Regions from separate parts of the Sus scrofa genome. Here region 1 is linked to region 2. The links are chromatin contacts, called in public Hi-C maps. All regions are on one chromosome and are shown on one strand. Each heading gives the region's core, a stretch centred on a gene start, on an enhancer-like site or on the middle of the called end of the contact. The rest is flanking DNA. Distances are from core to core; before and after follow the strand shown.

The links. A called contact is a pair of places that touch in the nucleus more often than the background predicts.
Region 1: a Hi-C map of alveolar macrophages shows a contact between it and region 2, with 2.1 times the contacts expected there. The contact joins the promoter of MTO1 here to the promoter of EEF1A1 in region 2. A contact is called at or near these places in 4 of 47 Hi-C or Micro-C datasets (alveolar macrophages, embryonic fibroblasts and heart right ventricle) and 1 of 2 datasets of contacts at active chromatin or transcription factors (alveolar macrophages).

Annotation. Positions count from the first base shown.
Region 1 is chr1:92,468,036-92,474,179 of Sscrofa11.1, forward strand. It overlaps MTO1 (protein MTO1 homolog, mitochondrial), which reads right to left and starts at 4,452. Exons shown (of 10, transcript XM_021092413.1): 1 at 4,113-4,452; 2 at 1-17. The coding sequence starts at 4,329.
Region 2 is chr1:92,419,855-92,425,493 of Sscrofa11.1, forward strand. It overlaps EEF1A1 (eukaryotic translation elongation factor 1 alpha 1), which reads left to right and starts at 2,097. Exons shown (of 8, transcript NM_001097418.2): 1 at 2,097-2,129; 2 at 2,813-2,991; 3 at 3,187-3,366; 4 at 3,488-3,784; 5 at 3,868-4,018; 6 at 4,107-4,363; 7 at 4,452-4,686; 8 at 4,787-5,199. The coding sequence starts at 2,848. The coding sequence ends at 4,911.

The DNA of each region.
Region 1 (6,144 bases), core at 3,202-5,701, 51 kb after region 2:
ATTACAGGACATCTGACCTAAAGAGAATAGACGTAAGCAAAATAAATATAAGCATCTTGTACATTTTGGGTGCTTGAAAGGGAAATGTCTATACAAGTGACTAGAATCACGGGATAAAAAATTAAAAAACTGGAAGCAAACACTAAAGACTAAATGCTGAGTTCCCAATGGGCTGCAAGAGTTACTTAGGGCATCCTGGAAGACAAACCATTGCTGGTAGTTTCTTTTGAAACTTTTCCTTGTGCATTTTCACTTCTTTGTTAGGTCGTCTTTTCCTTTTCAATGTGATTTTGAACTCCTTACCTTATGAAACCTTCCCAAATTAAGCTAATTTTTCTTCTTTTTATGGCTGTACCTGTGGCATATGGAAATTCCCAGGCCAGGGATCAAATTGGAGCTGCAGCTATGACCTATACTGTAGCCATGGAAACAATGGATCCTTAACCCACTGTGCCAGAATGGGGATTGAACCTGCATCCGCACAGAGGCAATGTTGGGTCCTTAGTCCACTGAACCACAATGGTAACTCCCAAATTAAGCATAATTTTAAGAAGTGCCTTTGCAGTGGTTCACTGTCATAATCAATTATGTTTTCCATAAATGCCATCTGCTATTTTCTTTATGTTTATGTTGCAGAAATAATTAAATTATAAGCTTTCTGAATGTAGAATTCACATTTTATACCTTTTCTTTAAATTCCTCTCATCTTATTTGACATCTAAACTTGGGCAGTTACCTCAAAGGTTTTTTTTTTTTTTTTTTTTTTTTGTCTTTTGTCTTTTTGTCTGTTGTTGTTGTTGTTGCTGTTGTTGCTATTTCTTGGGCCGCTCCCGCGGCATATGGAGGTTCCCAGGCTAGGGGTTGAATCGGAGCTGTAGCCACCGGCCTACGCCAGAGCCACAGCAACGCGGGATCCGAGCCGCGTCTGCGACCTACACCACAGCTCACGGCAACGCCGGATCGTTAACCCACTGAGCAAGGGCAGGGACCGAACCCGCAACCTCATGGTTCCTAGTCGGATTCGTTAACCACTGCGCCACGACGGGAACTCCTCAAAGGTTTTTATGGGAGGTATCATAGCATGGGAAAGCTGTGACAACAATCTGTGGATCTGCTGTGGCATCTAGCCATACAAAAGTTTTAATGGTCTCCAGAGAGAGGCTGGATGGTGCTGTGATTAGAAGCATGGGCCAGGAGTGAGTAAAAGAGATCTGGATCAGTTCACCACTTGTAAGTTCCATGTGCTTTTGGCAAGTTATCTAATATTCTGTACCTCAGTGTCCCTATTGTAAAAACAGGATGACAGCTATGGTAGATTATTTCCATCCTTCCTTTGATAAAGAATCCTCCCTCTGATACATCCACTATTGACTTAGGTAAATAGGCTTCTCTATGAGGCTTTGTGTTTGGGGAGTGTGACCTAAACTCAGTATAGGGGTAAATCTTTATTGTTCTCAAGTAATCACGGTATTCCTGTTCCTACTTGCCAGTGTCTGGTTTAGACTTTTCTCTTTTGTCATGAAAAAAAAAAAAAAAAAAAAAGTCTGTCAAAAAGGCATTATTTTCCAGGTTAGCATAAAACAATAGATTTTCTGCCTCTGATTTCATTATTGGCAGATGATATGACTGAACTGAAACAGGATTAATTTTTTTTTCTGTATTTTTATGGAAGTTTGACCTTCTAAGCCAAAGCTATCTTATTTTTCTGAGAAAAAGCAGAAACACTTGATGCTCCACTATATCAAATAACCATAAAAAAATGAGACTTAAGGTAGAACTGTAATTCACTAAGCTCATTTCTAAGAATTATTAAAATATCTCTGAAATATCTATTCATTTAAATAGAAAACTTAGTGGAGTTCCTGTTGTGGCTCAGTGAGTTAAGAACCCAACTAGTATCCATGAGGATGAAGGTTCGATCACTGGCCTCGCTCAGTGGATTACGAATCCAGTGTTGCTATGAGCTGCAGTGTAAGTCACAGATGTGGATCCTACGTTGCTGTGGCAAAAGCCAACAGCTGCAGCTCCAATAGGACACCTAGCCTGGGAACTTCCATATGCTGCAGGTGCGGCCCTATTTAAAAAAAAAAAAAAACAAAAAACAAAACTTAGAGAGATTCTACTGTGGCTCAATGGGATCTGTGGTGTTTTGGGAGCAGTGGGACCCAGGTTCGATCCCTGGCCCAGCAGAGTGGTTTGGGGATCTGGTTTTGCTGCAGCTGCAGCTTGGATCTAATCCCTGGCCCAGGAACTACACATGCCTCTGGGGGGCCAAAAAAGAAAAACAACAAAAAGAAAACTTACATTATACTGTATTGATATGAGAATATGAATGTGGGTTTTGGACTTCCTGTGTGGCTCAGCAGGTTAAGTATCTGGCATTGTGACTGCAGCAGCTTGGGTTTGATTCCTGGCCTGGGAACTTCCACATGCTGTGAATACAGCCAAGGAAAAAATATGAATATGGGTTTTGATGGGAATCCCTTATCCTTGACAAAACTACATTACTTACACTATTTAATGATCATCTTCATTCAACAGCACTTTTTTTTTGGTTCATTCGATCTTTAAAATTATTATTATTAAAAGGTAGTACCTAGTTTTTGTTTTAACAAGTATAATGAGCAAGGTGTAATCTTTCAGGTAATCATACAGCCTTTCTCCAAAAGAATTGCTGTGTATTTCTCCACAGTTATGAGCTGAATTTTTTTTTTTTGGCCATGCCCCAGGTTTGTGGAAATTCCTGGGCCAGGGATCCAACCTACACCACAGTAGTGACAACACTGACTCATTAACTCACTGCACCAAAAGAATGAATGAATGAAAAAACTTAATGGCTGTTTTAAAAAAGGTATTTCAAGAGTTCCCTTCCTGTCTCAGCGGTTAATGAACCTGACTAGTATCAATGAGGACACAGTTCGATCCCTGGCCTTGCTCAGTAGGTTAAGGATCCAGCGTTGCCATGAGCTGTGGTGTAGGTCTTAGATGCTGCTTGATCCGGAGTTGCTGTGGCTATGGCATAGGCTGGCAGCTGTAGCTCCGATCTGACCCCTAGCTGGGAACTTCCATATGCCTCGTGGGTGCGGCCCTAAAAAGATAAAAGACAAAAAAAAAAAAAAAAAAAAAAAAAGTATTTCAGTACACAAGTATGTGATTTATTAACAGTTTTTATAAAGCATAATTAACAAACCCTTCAATCGCTGCTCACTCTTAAGCAAAATGCGTAAAGACATGATATCTTAACTGCTATTTCTGATGATGCTAGAGAGGAGTCTGCTTTAATTTAGGGCCATCCAGCCATTGCCTGCTAAGCGCAAAAAAAGCACCGTCCTACGCACAAAATTGGAGAATAAACATACACTAGGAATGTGGATGCAATTAAAAAAAAAAAAAAAGCATCATTCCTCATGTAGTTCCTGTCGTGGCTTAGTGGTTAAGGAATCCGACTAGGAACCATGAGGTGGTGGGTTAGATCCCTGGCCTTGCTCAGAGGGTTAAGGATCCAGCGTTGCCCTGAGCTGTGGTGAAGGCTGCAGACGCGGCTGGGATCCCACGTTGCTGTGGCTGTGGCTGTGGCCTAGACCAGCAGCTATGGCTCCGATTAGACGCCTAGCCTGGGAATCTCCACATGCCGCTGCTGCGGCCATAGAAAAAGACATTAAAAGAAAAAAAAAAAAAAAAAGCATCGTTTTCCAAAAGGGCTTCACAAAACCTCGAGAATAACACAACAGTCATTTCATAAACAAGTACTAATAATGTTAATTCACTCTTTAACCAAAGCAACAGGCTAGTTAAGGGCAAATGACAACAATGAAATAAGGTATCAGCTTGTGTTCTTATAGTTAGTCCCTTTCTCTGGGCACCTCGATCCCCAACCTCCCCCAACGAACTACTACTGTGAGCACAGCACAATCGTGGTGCACAGAATAGCCTAGTGCAGAATTCTGGCCCGGACCCTCCGGATCTGCGAAACACAAATCAGGCTGAAACCACAGACGGTAGGATTTTCACCAGCCTTGAGAGGGTAAAGGCTGCCCACATCGGGCTCTGGGAGGGGGAGGAGGACACTGGCAGCTCGCATCCGAGGGTAAGCCCCACACCGCAAGACTCACCGATCGTATCCACGCGGTGTGTGAGCAGCAGGGTCCGGGAGCCGCACCGAGCGGCCGCGGCGGCGGCCTCGGTTCCCGCATGTCCTCCACCAATGACTACCACGTCGAAGTGAGGAGTCCTGGGCGCCGCGCCATCACCGCTGAACCCGGCCGAGGGGAGGTGCTGTTTGATGAGGAAAGCCGCAACCCGGCGGCCACAACCTCGGAGGGAGAACATGGTTGGAAACAGTCAGAGTCTAAACTCAGAACCGGATACTAGCGACGGACAGAAATTTAAAATAAGAAATCTTCAGGGCGCAGCCATCTTTCTATGACGTCACGGCGTATAACGTCTACGTCCAGCGTCGCCGCTGATTGGCAGTTGGGCTCGACTTTTCTGGCAAAGCGGGTAGTTGTGCAGGTGGTCCTGGGGATACGTACATTGTTTCTTGGTTGACTAGGTTAGTTGATTACTTACGGCTCTGGATTGGAGGGATTCCTACTCAGTCATCTTTTGTCCTTTTTAGGGAATTGATGCCCCAGTTGCCAGGTGGCCACCTACAACCAAGTTTGATTACTTTGCTTTATCAGATTCTTTGAAATTTCTGGTACACTGTCGTCTTGACATTCGTTTATAAAAACCTAGAATCTCAATATGAATAGATTGGAAAAGGAGTTCAAATTTATTTGTGGATGAAAGAATAATGATGGCTAATTAGGGGAATCCAACTGTCGAAGGTCCAGCCTTTTTTGAATTGAATTTTTTTTTTTTTTCTGCTTAACCAGAGCTGCAGGAGTGACTGTATGTGAGCCTTAACCACATTGAGCCAAGAGGGAATTCCCTGGAATTGATATCATACTGTTTTGTAATATACTTTTTAGTTCATCACAGGTATTTTTTTACACCAACAAATACAGATTTATGTCATTTTCAAAGGCCACACAAAGTGTTTTATTAATGAGTAATTAATTAATTAATTTTAATTTTATGGCTGCACTCCTGGCATATGGAATTTCCTGGGCCAGGGATTGAATCTGAGGTGCAGCTGCAACCTATGTTGCAACTGCAGCAATACTGGATCCTTTAATGCACTGCACCTCTGCAGCAACCCAAGAGGCTGCAGTCAGATTCTTAACCCTCTGTGCCACGGTGGGAACGCCATTAATGAGTATTTTAAAATCAGTAACTTGAAGTTTTTTTTTTTCTTTTTTAAGGCTGAGGCATTTGGAAGTTCCTGGAGCTATATCTGTGACCTATTCCCACTTATTTGGAAGAAATGCTGGGTCCCACTTAGCAACTGCTAAATTTGACTGCATATGCTTTATTCTCAAAAGGTGGCTAGAGTTAAGTGACTTAACAGCAAACCTGCAGCAATGCTGGATCCTTAACCCACTGAGCCACAGTGGGAACTCCTTGAGCCTTTGATTAGAGATCACAGGGCTGTGTTTTCAATTTCACTCTTCCCTTTGTATATTTAAATTGGGCGCTTTCTCTTTCCCATAGAGATATAAATTACAGCCCCCAAAACAAGGTGTTTAAGTAGGGATAGATTAACTAGATTTCTGTTGTAAGAGAATATTTCTGCTGAACTTAGTCTGCTACCTCTTGTATTGGGGATCCTTCAGGTTTAGTGATAAGTTAGAAGGACTCACAGGACTCAAAAAAGCTGTTATGTTCACATTTATGTTTTGTTACAGTGAAATATATAGGTTAAATTCATCAAAGGCAAAAAGCATACAGGGCAGAGTCCAGAAGACAACAGGCACAAGCTTCTAGCTGTCTCTCCCACTGGAGTCATATGAACACTGTTTAGTTTTCTTAGCAACGATTTGTAACAATGCAAAGTATAGCCAACCAAGGAACCTAACCCACACCTTGGTATCTAGGGCTTTTATTGGGAGTTTCATAATGCTGGGCCTTCATGACTGACCTAGTTACTTAGTCTCCAGCGCTTCCAGAGGCATAACTGATACAGCATGGTCCAGGGGCCCACCGCCAATCACCCTGTTAACATAAACTGTCCTGCATGGTCCAAAACCCCAGGTCTCTATC
Region 2 (5,639 bases), core at 847-3,346:
GAAAACGATCTCAAAGTTCAAACAAGGATACGAACTTTTTTTTTTTTTTTTTTTTTTTGGCCTCACTTGCTGGCCAAAAAAAAGACCAGGGATCAAATCCCATCCCTGCAGCTGCAACCTACACCACAGCTGTGGCAACAGGAAGGTCCTTAACCCACTTTGCCACAGCAGGAACTCTTAAACCTGAATACAAACTCTTAAACCTGAATTTTTTTTTTTTTTTAGAAATTTACATCTTGGGAGTTCCCGTCGTGGCGCAGTGGTCAACGAATCTGACTAGGAACCATGAGGTTGCGGGTTCGATCCCTACCCTTGGTCAGTGGGTTAAGGATCCGCTGTTGCCATGAGCTGTGGTGTAGGTCGCAGGTGCCGCTCGGATCCCGCGTTGCTGTGGCTCTGGCGTAGGCCGGCGGCTACAGCTCCGATTAGACGCCTAGCCTGGGAACCTCCCATATGCCGCGGGAGCGGCCCAAGAAATGGCAAAAAGACAAAAAAAAAAAAAAAAGAAAAAAAAAGAAATTTACATCTACAAAGAATGGTAAAAGATACAGGAAAACTATTTCAGAAAACCTTTTAAAAAGAAAATAAGCTATTGGATGGTGAAAAGAAACTAAAAGGACTGGAAAAACTAGATTCTACAATGGAATAGAAAGTAAGGAAGCACCATACAAATTTGCTTTTAACTACTTCCCATTGCTCTATATATTAGTTTCCCTTTTCCAATTAGATTGTGGGTTTCTTCCCCCAAAGGAAGTATTTCTTTTGCATATGCTTCGGAGCCACTCTTAGCTCTGGCCACATAGTAGGTTCTCAAATATTTGTTGATAGATTGGCTCAAAAAGTTGCAGTAGTGCTCTACACGTGGAAGAGACGATCTAGTAATTAGCTCATTTAAAATAAAGGTTCCTCTTTCTTCAGGAATATTTTTGAATATCTGCCTGATTGCCAACCAAAAAGGCCTCATCTTGTCTTGCCCTGGATTTATGCCTAAAATGCAGTCACAATGGATAGGACGACAAAAGATGAAGCCGTTTATTCAAATGGGATAGGCCATTTTTGAGAAACAGTGATTTCACAGCAAACGTTGGAGTAGTAAATTGGGTGGATAAGCTTCCTGGCGCTGTAGATCTTAGTCTCTACTTGAGATCGTGTATAAGCACTGAACTCAAAAAATTCTTTTTAGGTTTTTCATGCTTGCAACCAAGAGTATACACTGGAAAAAAAATGTTAATAGGAGGGTAGACACACACTCAGGGTCTTAAACGTAATAAAATTAGGATTAGAAGTAAAGAAAACTGTAGTACTTAAGTCTATTCTAAACTCAAAAACTGGACGTCTGGAGTACCACGTGGTGTGTAGAACGAACTTAGATAAAAGAACTGAATGGAAAAAGCCAAGAGGTCAGCGCAGGAGCCTGTTCGCCAGGCTGTTGGTCAGCAAACTGAGCCACTCGCGGATTCTCGGCCCTGAAGACCGCCCCGAGGCCCCTGCCGCCGCGGTTCCCCGGCCTTTTACGCCTCCCTCTCCAGCCGGAAGGGGCGCGGACGGCAAGGGCGGTGGAGAAGCCCCGGCAGAGGAAGCGGCTCCAGGGGTTAGTCCTTAACCTGCGAGACCGCAAGACTGAGGACCGGTGGGGTACTGCCGGGTAAGGGCTCCCATCTCGGTCCAACTTTGCAGTTAAGCTACGACCGGTTCAGGGAAGATTCTGGACGCCTCCCCGCCGCCCCACCCCCCAGCTGTGCGGAGAGTAATTCATACAAAAGGAGGACTCTCCTCAGCCAGGGAAATCCCAGGGACCGTCGATAAACTCCCACTAAACCTAGAACCGAGTGAGCGCTCGACCCCGCCTCCCACCCACCAGCAGTCGTCATCCTCCTGGTTGAGAGGAGCATGCGCCGGGCGCCGTGTGCTCGTCAGTGGGCTGAACGCACATCGCCCACGGTCCCCGAAGATGGGGGGAGGGGACGGCGGTGGAACCGGTGCCGGGTGGAGGTGGCGCGGGGTAAACTGGGAAAGTGGTGTCGTGTGCTGGCTCCGCCCTTTTCCCCGAGGGTGGGGGAGGACCATATATAAGCGCCGTGGTCCCCGCGAACGTTCTTTTTCGCAACGGGTTTGCCGCCAGGACACAGGTGAGTACGGGTGTGGCCTCCGTCCGCATGGCCTCCGCCGGTGGCCACGGCCTTAGCGTGCCTCCCGGCCCCCCGCGCGTAGAGGGCTCTGCGCCCTGGTCCTGATTCCGAGCTGCGGGCGGGGGGAGGTGGAGAACTCGAGGCCCTCCGCTCTCGCGGTTCCCTACCGCGTGCCCGGTGGCGGCCTGCTGGGGCGCCGTGGCCGCCGCGTGCGATCCGCGCCTTCGCGCCCGCCCCGTCTGTCTTCGCGCTCGAGTTCGGCCGGCAGCCGCGTGTTACTGCCAGGGCGGCCCAGCCGAGGCCGCCCAAGGTGGCCTCCGTGCCCGGCGGTCCCGGGGCAGACGGCCGCGGCGGGGCGGGGCGGGCGGTCGGAGACCCAGCGCCCCGCCCGGGCGGGCTGCGAGCGCGGAAAGATGGCCGCTCCCGGTCTCAAGATGGAGGACGCGGACGGCGGGCGGCGCACAAAGGGCCGGGCGGTGCTGCCCGCGCCGCTTCCCGGGACTCGCGGCCCGGGTGGGGGAGGGGCTGGGCGCCGGGGCGGCCCCGTTCGCTGGGTGTAGGCCGGGCAGGGCCCGCAGGGCGCCGGTGCTAATGCTCCCTGGAGTTTGCCCTTGGCTGTTGGGGTTGTGCCTGAGTCTCCGGTCGTCGGGACAGTAGTTTAAAGAAGGTTTTTGTCGTCTTAGGTGTCGTGAAAGCCATCGCTAAAAGCTAAGCAAAAATGGGAAAGGAGAAGACTCACATCAACATCGTCGTCATCGGACACGTCGATTCGGGCAAGTCCACCACTACTGGCCATCTGATCTACAAATGCGGTGGGATCGACAAAAGAACCATCGAAAAGTTCGAAAAAGAGGCTGCGGAGGTCGGTAAAGTAACGTCAGCAAATTAAGTGGTAGTTCTCTAAAACTAGTGTATATCTGACTTGAACTAGTACATTGCAAAGTTTGCTAAGTGGCTTAACTCCAGCCAAGTTTAGGAGATGGAAGTGAAACCTAGCATTGCTTCCAAGTGGGACTAAGGAGTTTAGTTACCGAGTAACCCTTCTTAATCCCTGCAGATGGGAAAGGGCTCCTTCAAGTATGCCTGGGTCTTGGACAAACTAAAGGCTGAACGTGAGCGTGGTATTACCATTGACATCTCCCTGTGGAAATTCGAGACCAGCAAGTACTACGTGACCATCATTGATGCTCCAGGACACAGAGACTTTATTAAGAACATGATTACAGGCACTTCCCAGGTTTGTAGGATTAAGAACTCCTGAGAGTAACATTTTGAGTTATCTATAAATTGGCGAAACCATGGATCTGTCCTTTTTGGAGAGGTTTTCACAGGGTGTGGCCTTTTTTTCTTTTTTAAAGGCTGACTGTGCTGTCCTGATTGTTGCTGCTGGTGTTGGTGAATTCGAAGCAGGTATTTCCAAGAACGGGCAGACCCGTGAGCATGCTCTTCTGGCCTACACCCTGGGTGTGAAACAGCTCATTGTTGGCGTTAACAAAATGGATTCCACTGAGCCACCCTACAGCCAGAAGAGATATGAAGAGATTGTAAAGGAAGTCAGCACCTACATTAAGAAAATTGGCTACAACCCTGATACAGTAGCATTTGTGCCAATTTCTGGCTGGAATGGTGACAACATGCTGGAGCCAAGTGCTAATGTAAGTGGTTTTGATGAGTTCTCAAAACTTAAGTCTGGGAAGGGATAAGTTTGAAAACACTAATTGATGATCTTGTGTTTTAGATGCCTTGGTTCAAGGGATGGAAAGTCACCCGTAAAGATGGCAATGCCAGTGGAACCACACTGCTTGAAGCTCTGGATTGCATTCTACCACCAACTCGTCCAACTGACAAGCCCTTGCGCCTGCCCCTCCAGGACGTCTACAAAATTGGTGGTAAGTTGAACGTTACACTCAGCTGGTATGGGTTGCAGTGATGTTTGTCTTCATACGAGATAATTATGCTGTGCTGTGAATACTTCAGGTATTGGTACAGTCCCTGTGGGCCGAGTGGAGACCGGTGTTCTCAAACCTGGCATGGTGGTCACCTTTGCTCCAGTCAATGTTACAACTGAAGTCAAGTCTGTTGAAATGCACCATGAAGCTTTGAGTGAAGCCCTTCCTGGGGACAACGTGGGCTTTAATGTCAAAAACGTGTCTGTCAAAGACGTTCGTCGTGGCAATGTGGCTGGTGACAGCAAAAATGACCCACCTATGGAAGCAGCTGGCTTTACAGCTCAGGTAACACTTCAGTGACAGGTTTTTAAACTGCCAGAACCTTAACTGTCTAAATGTCTAAAATGTGCTAAATGCAAATTTTCTCCCTAAGGTGATTATCCTGAACCATCCTGGCCAGATCAGTGCTGGTTACGCACCTGTGCTGGATTGCCACACAGCTCACATTGCCTGCAAGTTTGCTGAACTGAAGGAGAAGATTGATCGTCGTTCTGGGAAAAAGCTGGAAGATGGCCCCAAGTTCTTGAAATCTGGTGATGCTGCCATTGTCGATATGGTTCCTGGCAAGCCCATGTGTGTTGAGAGCTTCTCTGACTATCCTCCTCTGGGTAAGAGTGCCTTTTTAGTGTAATTAAGCTTCAGTAAAAATGGAAAAGCAGTTATGTAGAGAAAGTGTTTCTCATGGTGATTTAATTTTTGTTTTAATAGGCCGATTTGCTGTTCGTGACATGAGACAGACAGTTGCTGTGGGTGTCATCAAAGCTGTGGACAAGAAGGCAGCTGGAGCTGGCAAGGTCACCAAGTCTGCTCAGAAAGCTCAGAAGGCTAAATGAATATTATCCCCAATACCTGCCACCCCAGTCTTAATCAGTGGTGGAAGAACGGTCTCAGAACTGTTTGTCTCAATTGGCCATTTAAGTTTAATAGTAAAAGACTGGTTAATGATAACAATGCATCGTAAAACCTTCAGAAGGAAAGGAGAATGTTTTGTGGACCATTTGTTTTGTGTGTGGCAGTTTTTAAGTTATTAGTTTTTAAAATCAGTACTTTTTAATGGAAACAACTTGACCAAAAATCTGTCACAGAATTTTGAGACCCATTAAAAAAAGTTTAATGAGAAACTTGTGTGTTCTTTTGGTCAACAGAGTAACTTCCTATGAAGGTAAAGGCTGGTCATAACCTATTTCTAGTGTTAAGATTTGTGGATGTTTTTTTCTGGGTATGAGCTTCATGTTTCTCAAGACTGTCTACAGAGAACTCAAATCTGCTTAATTACAGAGCCAAGTGTTGGCACAACACTTAATAGGTTAGGATAGATAAGCAAACAATGACTTTATGTAAGCTAGGTTGTAAGAACCTCAAATTGTGAAAGGTTATGTTGCATAAGACTATATAGGTTCATAAATTGAGTAAGTCAAAAGTTGTTTCCCAGTCATGGGGAATGTAGAATCACATTGACAGTACTGGAGTAATGTGGGGTTTCAATAGTATTGAGCTCTTACCCTGCTTGGGGCATCAAAGAGTCTAGAAAAAGTAAAATGCTGGAAGTGCACTTCCTGTT